Linked DNA regions of Zea mays: regions 2 and 3 are each linked to region 1. Evidence: chromatin contacts called from public Hi-C data. All regions are on one chromosome and are shown on one strand. Each heading gives the region's core, a stretch centred on a gene start, on an enhancer-like site or on the middle of the called end of the contact. The rest is flanking DNA. Distances are from core to core; before and after follow the strand shown. Region 1 holds the start of LOC103637724. Region 2 holds the start of LOC103644833. Region 3 holds the start of LOC100272484 (Protein HAIKU1).

Region 1 (4,439 bases), core at 1,412-3,911:
TTAAAACTAAGTTTAGAGTAGAGAGAAGTTCCTTTCACTTGATTGCTCTGTCAAGAGTTAATTTAGACTTAGAGCAATATCGCAAGTGAAAAATTGAAACGAGAAAGAGATAAAAATTGCAATGAAGTAAATGGCACAAGAAACACGACAATTTTTATCTCATGGTTCAGTCAAGCATAATATGCTTGCCTACTCCATGTTGTGACGTCCCAATGTACGAGGGTTGCACTCAACCCCTCTCAAGTGATCTAAAGATCAAACTTGAGTACCACGGTTCTCCTTATATCTTACAATATCCCAGTTGTTAGGAATCTCCACAAATTTAATTCTCACGCCTTACACAAGTGATCACAATCAAAACAGGAGTAAGGGAGGGAATAGAATACGCACACAAGAGCACAATGCAGCAACTGCACACACAAATGCAAAGAAGAGAGCGCAACAACAAAACGATAAAGTAGCGACTTAGAAAATACGCTCAAATATCTCAAGAATACTTTGGAGGCGTGGTCGTGGAGTTGTAGTGTGCTCAAAGTATGCTTGGTGTTCTGCTCTATACGTCTAGTGGTCCCTTTTATAGTCACAAGGAGCCTAGGAGCCATTGAAATCCCATTTGGAAGGCCCTGGTTGCCTTTTGTCTGTGGGTGCACCGAACAACCACTGTACAACAGCCACAAAATCACCTGATTGGCTGCCTACCTTTTTCGGTGTGCCACCGGACTGAGCCTTCCTGACCGTTTCTTGCTGATATGGCCGGCGCTAATCGCGTGGCCGACTGTTGGCGTGGGCAAAGAGTCGTTGCTCGTATGGCGCACCGGACATGTCCGGTGCGCACCAAACTGTCCGATCATTTTTAGCTAGTGAGCCTTGGCATTTTTCAAAGAGCGGCAAGTTGGGCCAGCCGACCAGGCCAGCACCGGACATGTTCGGTGTTGCCTAGTCTGGCCCAACTTCTCCTGTCTTGAGCCAAAACTTCTTCCCTTCTTTTTAGCGTGCCTTGAGAAGTTTCGTAGCACTTAGATGGATATTGTTAGCACCTAAAACAATTGACTAAGTGATATAAACATATCTTTATCACTTTGATTTATAGAGGTTTACAATATGTTCATTCTCAAACACAAAAGTCTTTTCTTTTTTTTCTCAATCATTTGGACTTGATTGTTTCAATTTACTTTCTAAACACTTGTGCTCATGCTTATATAAGGAGTATTAATTCACAGTGGTGTATTGAGCAGTTAATCACCAAAACACTTAGCTAAAAAACATATTTCCCTTTCACATCCACCTCTCGTTCTTGTGGTGACGTTGCCGGCGGCGAGGACCTAGAGGTCGTAGAGCTCTACGGTGTGCGCGGACGCGATTGCGGCGGCGTCCCGGAGTCCCCCGCGGCGATGTGGTCGGCGGCACCCGCAGTGTTCTCGAAGGCCTCGCGGGCCATGTTGAGGTGATGGTGTTGAGCGTGAGCTTGCATTGCGCAAGAGCCTGCGGGTGGGAGATAACCGGTGATCACTAATCAGCTCCTGTTGCACCCCGGGGAGCGCGAGGAGGCAGTGGTGGACGGGGAGCTGGACCTCCCCGACTATGTGGAGGCGGTGGCAGAGGAGGTCGTAGTTGCGGTGGATGCTGCGGCCGAGGGAGTTCTCGACGGGGAGCACGGCGCAAGCAACTAAATCACTCTCATGCAGGAGCTTGCTAGTAGATAACAGACATCGTTTAAAAGCGAATATGCAGAGATGATCTAGGCACATATGCCCCTGTAAACTATTATCGAGATAAATAAAGTTTTGTCCTCTAGAAGCTCTTTGCATTGTTCTTGCCTAGGTTCAGTTCTGTATTTTTGCCAGAATTTGCCTTCTTTGGTTGAGTTCAAACTAATCTGTCTTATCAGGTTCTCAAATGCATCAGGTTTCAGGCTCACACATACATCAGGTCTCAAATGCAAAGTTTCAGATAATGATCATAGTCTTAGGTTCAGAACTGAGATTAACTAAAGACTACTCCTGACCATCTATTGGCCTGCAAACCGAGATTGACAGTGCAAATCCATTACTTCCAGTAATTGATTGTTTCTGTCTGCATTAAATTCTCATATGATTCAGTAAAATCATATAAATTCCACTTCGAATAAAACCTTGTGCATTAATAACATGACAAGTCTTAAATAATTAAGCTAAAAACCGCAACGAAATAGTTAGAATGAAGCAAATAAAACGATCCAGAGCACGGCGATCCAGAGCTCAAATGGATCGCAGGGGATAGCGTCGCAGCGGGTAGTCCTTGGCATAGCTGTAGGCGCCCGGGATGCCCTGATACGCCACGCGGAGCTGCTACCCTTCATGGGCGCCGGGGACAAGATGAACAAACGATGGGAAGAGGAACTTCGAGGCTAAGAACTCACCTGAAAATGTCTGCGGTGACGGCCGCTAATGGTGACGTCTCTGGCTTATTAAATCCGAGTTGAAGATGACAAGACGTGTGAGCTTGTCTATTTGGATGACTTTAAGCGTGTCTTGTCTCCATTTAGGTGAAGCACTCGCCTCTCTGTCTATACGAGCGAAGCCTGTTTTACCGCTTTCCATAATCGCAAAAATCTCCTACACGACCAAAAGAAAGTCGTCGTTGCACCTACACGGCAAGGTAGAGTGTGGGTGCTGCATGCCCAATCCACCAGCATCAACCACGCAACGGCTAGTACGGAGGGAGAGGGGGGCAAGCAGCGAGCAGTGCCGTCTCCTCGTCCGTTCCCTGAGGCTGAGAGCCTGAGACAACGGTCATATTACCGTTGTCCTGCCACAATTCCAACTTTTTAAACCTGCCGCAGGGCCTTCGCCGTCTCCCCCAGCTCTCTCTCCCGCTCCTTCGCCCTCGCACGTCGTTTCTTTCCTCGCGAGCGACGCGCGCTTCTCACCCGCATCGCCGATGGAGACGCCGCTGTCCACCAGGAGGATCACCCGCTCGCTGGCCGCCGCATCCGCCCGTGAGTTCTCTTCTCCTCCCGCGCCTCGCCTCTCTGTTTCTTGATCGCTGGATCGATCGATTCTTCAGTACCTACGCGTTTCTTGGACGTGTTTCCTGACGGACGCCCACCTTTGGTTCCCCGCAGAGAAGAGCGCCGCCGCAGGGATGGACTCCGCCGCCCTCTTCTCCCTGTCCAAGAACGCCGTCGCGGGGGAGACACACGCACAGACGCGCGCGGCCCTTCACGACATCACCAACGACTCCCCCGTCGTCGGCCTCGCCGCGGGCAGCCTCCACGCCACCGACACCACCCCCGCCAAGACCCGCCGCAGGGCCCCGCGCTGCACGCCAGGCTCCGGGGAGGCGCTCCTGCGCGGCCAGGTCAAGGCGCTCCTGCACAAGGTCGACGAGGAGCAGGGCTGCGCCGCCGCCGGCGCCCTCGTCAGGCCCAAGCGCATCCAGGCGCTGCTCGGGGTCTCCAGGTCCCCGGCCCAGCTTCTTGCGCCCACGCCGGCCAACACGCCGCAGATCGGCCCCGTCTCCGCGCCCAGGGAAGGCGTCGGGCTGCATGACGGCGCCACCGTCGTGCCCTGCGTCCTCGACGAAGAGGAACTGCTGATTCCTAAGCTTCAGGTAATGTAATTGTCAATTAGCAATGAATGGCCCCCCTAGTATGAAATCTTCCTACTCATCGAGGACGAATAGTCTGCAATTCGACATGTGCCTTGTACACGTTTGATTCACCGTTTCTGTTCCGAGTAGTGGGGTTTCCAATTTCAGTCTGGAACGTACCATTTCATCTAGTATCTTCATTTGTTAACCTTCTTTAATTTATTCATGTCCATGTTAGTTTATTTGCAATTCTGCGGTACTTGTCGCATAATAAGTTTTGACCTTGGTGTGTAGGTCATTGCAGGTTCCATCCCTCCACCTCAGCCAGAGGAGAAGTTGGGCGAGTGCCAGCTGAACCGTGCGCTGGTGTTCGACGACTCCCCGGACAATTCCGACGAGTCCAGCGGATCAGCCGTCCCATCATCCGTCTCCCTCCAGGAGGGCAGCGCCGGGAAGACATCGTCACCTGAGGAGGGTGACAGCTCCTCAGCCTGGTCCACTCAGGTCCATGCCAGCTCCGAGAAGGGCGATCAAGAAGAGCTGGACGTGGAGGAGCTGGCGGCAGATTACACTGAAGAAGAGGAGGAGTTCGAGGAGGAGGATGACTGGGAAGAAGACAGCGATGACGGCTGCTACGATGATCTGTGCGATGAGATGAGCCGGATGACCGTGTTGGATGAAGGGGAGAAGAAGACCGGGCTGCCGCAGTTCGAGGGGAAGCACACCAGGTTCATCTACAACAGTGACGACGAGATCGAGCGGGAGGAGGTGGCCGATGCGGCTGAAGCTAGGGCGGAGCTCGGCGCACTGATGCTCAGGGGGCTGCCGGTGCCGGAGGGGAGGCACCTACGCTTCCACGACGACGAGGA
Region 2 (4,439 bases), core at 1,016-3,515, 240 kb before region 1:
ACAATGGACTACCATGTGGAGATTCTGACTCATAGTCATCTTCAAACTCTTCTTCCTCATCTAATTGACTCATTGGTTTCTTCCCTCTGCTATTTTTATCAAAACCAAGATTCCTTTTGAATGCAGCCACATCTGATTTACTCATTTGCAGTTCTTCAATGAGAAAACTGCCAGGTGCATCCCAATCATCATTGTCATCATCATATTCATCAAGGAGTGGTCTAGACTCAGATCTAGAGTTGCTGAACCACTCTAAGATTGGATTATTTTCATCAAAAAGAACAACATCCATCATCACACTATATGGATCTATCTCCTTTTCTTGGGGGTTGTCAAGTTCAAATTGTTGGATGAGAAGCTTTAAGTTATAATGGACATAAACTAACCTATCTAGCTTCTCATAGCCTAAGCGATTTCTCAACTTAGTATGGACTAGAGCAAACGTACTCCAGTTACGCTCACAACCACTAGATGAACAACATTGTGAAACAATTTTAATAGCAATTTTCTGTAATTCTTTGCATTGCCCTCCGTATGAAGTCCACCAATCAGCTACAATGAATAAAACAACATAAATATCAACGAAAGTTGTAAATAGCAATCAACTATAATGATAGAAGTTGATTTGGACAAGAAAAGGATACTTTACCAGGATTAGCATCAACACGAAGTGCCGAGGATCGAGCCTCTAGTGATCCAAATAACTTCTCTTTTTTGCTGAATGTTCTTGTAAATTGATCAATTGCAATTGATGCTTCTATAGGTGAGTCTGCCAGCTTCTTGATTGCCAATGTTACAGCCAATATAGCACTATGGTGGGGTGGTATTGCTTGTCCCAGTGCTACTTCTACCTAAAGGTGGGCTATTGACAGATGTCCTTTGATCCAACAATGATTCCCTTAATGCCCACGCCATCTGTCCAGCTTCATCCCTAGGTATTTGTTCTCTTCTAGCATCACTATATGCTAAATCCATAATTGCCTTGTCCACAAAGAGTTTATGCTCTTTAGAATCTGCCCTCCTTTTTTTCCCTCTTGCATAGTCATTCAACATTACCTCCCTCACACGCTTTGGTACATTCAGGCATGACTTGCCATCTCCTGACAAACCAGCTAGATGGCATCTTAGACGGGTCTTACCTCCACTCTCCTTAGCACAACCGCAATAAGCACACTTGAATCCTTGTTTCTTCCACTTCTCACCATGACTCCATGGGTCATCAATAGAACCTTGTAGTTGTTTGCGAGTTCCTAGTAATATAAAAATAAACGACGTAAAGCAATAAACAAAGTTATGTGGCATGAAATTAATAATGTAATTCGGCATATGACTTTCCACTAGAAAACTAAAACTTCTATTGACATTTTACATGTGAGAACTCAATAGTGCTAATCTAATGCTAGAAAGCCTTACCATCGGTAGTAACCACCCATTCATAGGCTGCAGCAGATGATTCACCAATACATGGCTCTTTTCCCTTGCCCTCTACACTGCCTCCTTCCATCACAATCAAAACTATAAACAAGGCATTTCCATCAAAACCAAAACTTAAGCAAGACACTTTTAATTGTGTAGCTAACTATATTATTAAAACAAGTTATTTTCAATTTTGCAGCCGGACCTGGAGGTGAAGCAGTGGACGTAGTCACGCAGCAGATGCAGATGCAACGCAAGAGGGAGCACACGGGGAGATAGAGCAGAGGAGCGCGACGGTGGAGGGAAAGAGCAGAGGGGAGCAGAGGAGAGCGCGGGGGGAGAGAGCAGAGGAGCGTCGAGCGCGTCGCTGCCTCGCTGGTGAGTGGTGACAGAGCGGCAAGCGAGCAGGGAGCTGGTCACTGAGCGGCAAGCGGGCAGCGAGCGAGCAGCGGCAAGCGGACAGCGAGCGGGCAGCGAGCAGCGGCAAGCGGCCAGGGGAGAAGCGGGCGAGGTGGCGAGCAGAGGGAGAAGCGAGTGAGCAGCGGCAAGCGGCCAGGGGAGAAGCGAGCAGCGGCGAGCGAGACGGCGAGCAGAGGGAGAAGCGAGTGAGCAGCCGGGGAGAAGCGGGCGAACGGCGAGCGGCGAGCGGCGAGCGGGCACGCCGAGCAGCGCGCGAGCCGCGACGGCGCTAGCGCGCGAGACGGCGAGCGGGCGAGGTTGCGAGCTCGGCCGAGCAGAGGGGCCGCCGGCCGCCGCAGAGCCGCAGCCGTGACCGTGAGAGCCGCCGCCGCAGCAAATCGGGTGGGAGTGGGATGGGAAAGGTGGCTGGGAGGGAGAATGAGTTCGATTTAGGCCTCGTTCGTTTCTAGAGTATCAGCCCATTCCAGGCCTTGTTCCGGGTGGAACAAATGGGCCTGGTTTGGAATTTGATAGAACTTATTTCTATTGTTCGTTTCGGCCCGAATTGAAATGGAAACTGGCCCGGATTAAAATTTTCCTTCACCTTACGGCCCGGAACCAACCCTTGTGTGGTAACGTCCGGATCGAAGCCTGGCTCCACGCGACCGACGCAGCGGCGGCTCCACGCGACCGGCGCGATGGCGGCTTTGACGCGACCGGCACGGCGGCGGCGCACAGCCCCGACAACGACCCTCCCCGCTGCCTTCTCCACGGTGAGGATCTGCCTTCCCTCTCCTATCCTCTGCTCTCTCTGCCCCAAACTCTCGCCCTCGATCTCGCTCCTCTCCGCTCTCGCACCGCGTTGGTTTTGGCGTGTTCCATCTCCACTGGGAAGGCGCACTGGTGTACACCTGCGACGACCTCCTCACCAAGAACGCTGGCGCACTGGTGTTCCATCGCGTATGTTCCCCTGGATGCGCCGGACGCTGGCGGATAGGACGCTGGCAGAACAGCAGGGGATAGATTCATGTGTTTTCTTCAAATGGAATTTTGTTTTGTTTTGCGCATAGGCTTCTGATAGGACGCCGGACGCAGGCGTATGACCTCCTCACCAAGATTTTGCTTCGTAGCAGTTGTCTCGCGTCCATAGGCTTCTGATAAGCTTGGTCGTCTAAGTACTCGCTTGGCATTTTCATTTTGCCCTGTTGAATGTCCGTTGGAAGTCTGAACTGCTTGCGTCCACACAAAGCAAAATCTTATCAGATATTACATCCTGAATTCCATTTGAAGCAAAATCTTCTGAGCAAGATTTTGTCCATATCAGATATTACATCCTGAATTCCATGGTATTAAACAGCCGCTAAGCAAGTCTCAGGTTACAAAGGGAGAAAAAAAGAACATGGGTTTCTGTGTATCTGATCGAATACAATTCCAGCTGCAAAGCTTGCTCTGTTTCGCTGGAGACACCTGGTGAAAGCTAGCCTAGACTACGTGTGGTCCTGCACGCCAGTGCTAATGGAATCGATGCTAGTGACGGATCCAGAAATATATTCGTCAACAGCCTGAGCTTTCGGTGTGTAATAATAATCATGGTATTATTTGATTTAGTTCGTGTACACAATTTTTCCTATCAAATTTTATCAGTATATCCTTCCCAACGTGTTACTACTTACTACTATCGCTCTACAACTGAATTGCATTTTTATTTATGTGCCTAGATTCATGTGTTTTCTTCAAGAATTTAGTGTATACTTTATAATCATGTATGCCAGCTACTTATTTAAGTTGTTACATGTAGATCCCTACAACACCAATTATAGTTGGGGAAGGTGAACCTCCTCCCTCTTGGGATCCGGTACCAACTCCAAAAGGTATGCTGATTCTTTGTACATATATATGGTATACTTTAGTCCTTATTACTTGTACTTTTGAAATGATACATGATTTGCTTTAAGTCTATTTTATTATTTAACTTCTACCTGACAAAAAAAATATTCTTTAGTTCTACAATGAGTATCTCATTGCGGGATCGTATTAGAAAGAGGAGGGAAGAAGAAGATGATGACATGATGATATTTATTTTCCCCGCCTTATATCTGATGGGTTCTACTAGAGGTGGGGGACAAAAGAAGAAACGTCATACCTCAGATGAGACAGGCGAGGTTAAGGTTCGTCGACTGCTCGAGGGACATGTCAAGAACTGTCAAGTTACATTTCGGATGGAACCACACATCTTCAGAGAGCTTGCAACTTATCTTAGAAGGAGAAGGATCATTGTTGATACAAGGATCACGGTCGAGGAGAAGTTGGGGTTCTTCTTATACATGCTAAGTCGCAACGCCTCATATCAGGATCTCCAAGTGTATTTTGGGCACAGTAATGACACCTTCCATCATCACATCAACCACTTCTTCAATAAGGTCATTCCTGTCCTATCTCATCGCTTCATTCAGCCTCCTGATCCTAATCAAGTGCATCAAAAAATCCAAGATAATCCTAGATTCTATCCATTCTTCAAGAATTGTCTTGGTGCCATTGATGGAACTCACATTCCTATTTCCATATCTCCCGATAAACATTCTCCTTTTCGAAATCGGAAAGGAACACTAAGCATAAATGTGATG
Region 3 (4,439 bases), core at 1,128-3,627, 150 kb after region 1:
CGCTGGCCCGGACGGTCCGCGCTCACGTGCGTACGGCCCGGACATGCGCAGATCGGTGATTTTACCACCGATTTGCATAGGAGGCTGTGGTTGCCCAGGGTACATGTCTATCGGCATCCCATAAAGGGCTTGTGACTGGTCGTGACAACCTGTAGCCGATAAATCATGTGTGTTTTCCCCCAATTCAACCTCGTGCGAAGAAAAATTTGCAATGGTAGATTTATCAAAGCACGTGCTAACCTTTTATAATCATTTTGCATACCCCCTATGATCTGTTGCATTTGGTCTCGCTGGTCATCTATGTAATCTTTAAGAGATTGGAGTTCGTTTGTGTTGCTTACCTTGGGGGTAGCTGCAGTGGGTCGGAGCGAAGCCAGATCAATCGCATGTTGCCGAACGACCTTGTTATTCCTGTCCACTTTGAAGTTGGCTAGGAATTTTGCTTTTGCTTCCTTGATCAGTTGCTCCTTATGCTCCTCGAACTCAAGCTGTTCTTCAGCCGGCAAGGTTTCCCAAGTCGGCTCGATGATATTGCTGGGGAGACGTCAGAGTTATCCCTTGAACCAGCCATTGAGGGCCGATCTGATAGGTTTATATGCGAGTTCCCCAACGGAGTTGCCAAAAAGTGTGTTGGCGCCGATCCGGACGCCAATCACCCCGATGAGAATCGGCGGCGGTGCTCTCTGCGCAAGCGCGAACGGTCCGCGGCCAGCGCCGGACAGTCCACGACCTAGCACAGGGGCTGGTTTCCTGCCTGACGAGCCGGACGGTACACGCCTGATGACCGGACGGTCCACACGTGCGCAGGGGTGGCGGAGTTCGTCAACGGCGCCTAAATCTCGCTCCCGGGAGGGACCCGTCGGGAGGAGAAATCCTAGGCTTTGCCTTGGGATCGGCAGGCCGTCTAAGACGCCTCTAATTGACGTAGAGCCGGAGAGAGGTGAAGATTTAGAGAGAGGAATCTAAGTTACTGTCTACTCATAGAGCAAAAATGTACATAACTAGATGTATATTGATTGATTGATCGATTGTTGGTGTTTCAATCGGCCGTAGCCCTCCATATATATAGAGAGAGAGGTTCGGACCCGTTACAAACCGTCTCCCAAGCTAATTCCACGGATTTAGCTAACAAATCCCGCAAGAAATTTAGAACTCTAACTGGCTCTGCGCGCGCGAACGGTTCGTGCCATAACGGTGAACCATCCAGACCGCGGAGTGTCCGCATGATCAATTTGGTGCTCAACAATACTTAGGTCAATTTGGTGCTCAACGATACTAAGATCAATTTGGTTCTCAACGATACCAAGCGAGGAGAAGGTGGGCTGCTAGCATGCCGACATGCATGCTGCTAGCGCGACACACACTCGCCATGGAGGTAACAAGACAACATCAGAATTAATAATATTATTAGTCGAATAAAAGCAAAGTTTTTTATATTCTTTATAGTTTTTGAGATTTTGATTGTCTAACTGCCTATTTAATTAGATGATCAAATATAAATATATATATATATATATTTATTTGTGTCTAGAAAAATAGAGATTGAAGATATACTCTCTATAGCACGAGTTATAAAAAAATCTACTCAACATAAAAGTATAAACATATTTTTATTCAAAATTAATTTTTAGATAATGATTTAGAAAGTATAGACTCTCTGTTCCGAACCTTTATAGCCAATTGTTATCTCAAATAAGTTGTTAATTGATTTTAACTGGGTCAGAGCAACTACCAAATGTTTAAGAGGCATAACTATGAATTAGCTCGTACATTAGCTGATCTGCTAAAAAATAGCTAATTTTAGCTCCTAATCAGTACTATAAATTTTAGAGGTTTGGAAGAGACAAAATTTAGAATGAATGCAGGCCGGGCTAAAAGTCTCATCTTGAGCCCCACTGACAGTATTAATAAATACCTGATAAATGCGATGTGCCGTAGAGAATTCAGCGAATTGGTCAGCAACACCTCAGCATTGAGCATGCGGCAACGAAATCGTAGTCATGTAAACATTTCCGTAATACTCGCTGTTGCCTGTTGCTCATGGTCACTAACCTCCATCATCATCACGCCATAACTCATGGGTTGCTGCTGATAGTTACAGGAAAGTGCAGGGCAAAAGCTGGGTGAAGTTGAAGAAATGCAAAAAGTCCAGACACCAAAATACGTATTGCTGCGGAGCAAATGGAATCGTAGTGGACAAACGGAATTGCTGGCCGGCAGCTAGTCTGCCACTCGATCCATCGGCGGACGGCGGCAGTGGCCAGTGGGCAGCGGCAAAGACGCGAATCAACCGAGCTGGTCTCCCTCGCCCCTGAAGCAAAGCAACCTACTCCGCGCTCGCTCCTCCACTTGCTCCCCTCCTCTTCCGTGCTCGTCCCGTCCACCGCCCCCTCCCCCTCCGCTTACGCCACACCCAGCCCAATCAACTCGCCGCGGACCGCGCCCATGCCCTCATCTCCCTGCTCCTCCCAAAATTGACCACCCAATCAATCGGCTCCTAGTCCTCACCCCCGACCCGTTCCCATGGATCGCACCACCTCCAACAACAGCAGCAGTGCCAGTAGCACCACCTCCGCCGGCAGCCAGAACCCGCACCTCGGCGTCAACAAGCTCGGCCGCTCCATCCGCAAGGCCACGCCGCCGCCGCCCCCGCAGCCACAGCCCGCCGCAAACCGCCCTCCCCAGCCCCAGCCGCAGGTCTACAACATCAGCAAGAACCAGTTCCGCGACATCGTCCAGCAGCTCACCGCCGGTACCCCGTCCCCACCGCCGCCGCAGCACCACCACCAGCTCGCCCACCGCCCGCCGCAGCCGCAGCCCAAGACACCCTCCATGCGCCTCCAGAGGATCCGCCCGCCCCCCATCGCAACCCCCGTCGCCCGGCCCCCGCCCGTCCATCCCAACCACCACGCCGTCCCCCACAACCCTAACCACAACTACCCCGTCTTCCACCGTCCGCCGCCGCCGCAGCCCCAAGCACAGCACATGCCCGCTCCCGGCCCTGCCTGGGCTGATTCCCCAGTCTCAGCGTACATGCGCATCCTCGAGAACTCCCTCTTCAGCGCCACCCCACCGGGAGCCGCTGCCGCGGCGGCGGCGGCTGCAGCTGCAGCTGCGGGACAGCTGCCACACCCTCACCACCAGCCTTCACATCCTCATCCCCCGCCTGTACCGTCGCCTGGGATACTCCCTTCCCCAAGCAGCTTCCTCAACCTGCTCTCGCCCACGCCCAGGTCACCTTATCCGCTACTCTCGCCAGGGTTTCAGCACCCGCCGCCGCTCACGCCGAACTTCCCCGCGCTGTCTCCGTTGGCGGGGACCGGCATCCTTGGCCCAGGACCCATGCCGCCGCCGCCGTCGCCGGGTCTCTGGTTCCCGCAGTCGCCGTCTGGGCTCCTTTCTCCATCAGGCTTCTTGCCGAGCCTTAGCCCAAGGTGGAGAGATATATAGCAAGTCTGTGTTTTCCACAGCAGCTGCCCCTCTTGAGCAAGGCGGCCGTGTAACATTTGACGGTAGGGACGTAGCCACGGTGAGGTCGGTTGGGTCGTCCGCCGGATTTGGCTGGAGAAACACACAGGTGGGTTGTAACTTTGGACTCCCATATTTATTGCTGCTACTTACTGCTTCTGTGCTGTGGTTGATTAGTCGGTATGTAAAAGGAGATTTGTTATATATTTGTAATTGTATAACTGTGAAATATTTCAATTCATTCACTTCTCTTAGATGCAAATTCTGGACATGTTCTACTTTAGATTCTCGAGTGACTAGGCTTGGAAATCTGTAATTGTAAACCTGTAGTTCATGAAAGAGTAGCTCTTTCTGACAAATCTCAAACTGATGGGTATTGTTGGTCTGCCTGTTAAGGCATGGCATGTTCTTCTTATTCTTTTTTTCTCCTTTCCGTATTACTTATTGGTTGAGGAGCTTCCTGGACATTATCTGGTCAGAAAATCACCATCAAACAAATGTTGGTAGTTATCCCTATCATGAACTACTGAAGGGCTTAGTCTTTAAGATTGACACACTGTTCTTATGTTTATAAGTTACTAACTGTTCACAGGACCATACCATCCTGTGCTAATTGTGCCCGTATACATATGATACAAAGGTTGCTCTTTTGCTCATTTTGGCCGCGTGGCAGTAGCATCTTCTGATCTGATCACTAAATGGGTTATATGCAGTTCAACATGGTAATCGACATAAGCAGCACTTCTCGCAGGGACCACACTGTATACCTTTGGTTTCTGGATTTCAGATAGAAAATAAAATATTGTCCATGCCCATGTCAGTATATTAAAGGAAATATATTCGTATAGTTACAGTTGTACAGACTTTTGTATGGCATACTAGCTTGTTTTCTTTCTTACCTACATCTATATAAGGTTGCGCGACACCTTTATTGGGGACACATTCCTTTTATAGCAGCATATCTTTGAAAT

What was found. Hi-C and Micro-C count contacts between places; a contact is called where the count stands out from the background.
Region 2: a contact with region 1 is called in a Hi-C map of leaf, with 4 times the contacts expected there. The contact joins the promoter of LOC103644833 here to the promoter of LOC103637724 in region 1. A contact is called at or near these places in 3 of 25 Hi-C or Micro-C datasets (ear, leaf and tassel).
Region 3: a Hi-C map of leaf shows a contact between it and region 1, with 5 times the contacts expected there. The contact joins the promoter of LOC100272484 here to the promoter of LOC103637724 in region 1. A contact is called at or near these places in 9 of 25 Hi-C or Micro-C datasets (bundle sheath, ear, endosperm and 4 more).

What each region holds. Positions count from the first base shown.
Region 1 is chr1:104,781,147-104,785,585 of Zm-B73-REFERENCE-NAM-5.0, reverse strand. It overlaps LOC103637724, which reads left to right and starts at 2,661. Exons shown (of 3, transcript XM_008660479.4): 1 at 2,661-2,977; 2 at 3,104-3,591; 3 at 3,865-4,439. The coding sequence starts at 2,920.
Region 2 is chr1:105,023,683-105,028,121 of Zm-B73-REFERENCE-NAM-5.0, reverse strand. It overlaps LOC103644833, which reads left to right and starts at 2,265. Exons shown (of 7, transcript XM_008667989.3): 1 at 2,265-2,588; 2 at 3,614-3,686. The coding sequence starts at 2,514. LOC103644834 reads right to left here and starts at 838. Exons shown (of 5, transcript XM_020547165.1): 1 at 650-838; 2 at 1-552. The coding sequence starts at 295.
Region 3 is chr1:104,633,154-104,637,592 of Zm-B73-REFERENCE-NAM-5.0, reverse strand. LOC100272484 (Protein HAIKU1) reads left to right here and starts at 2,377. Exons shown (of 1, transcript NM_001146955.1): 1 at 2,377-3,708. The coding sequence starts at 2,524. The coding sequence ends at 3,450.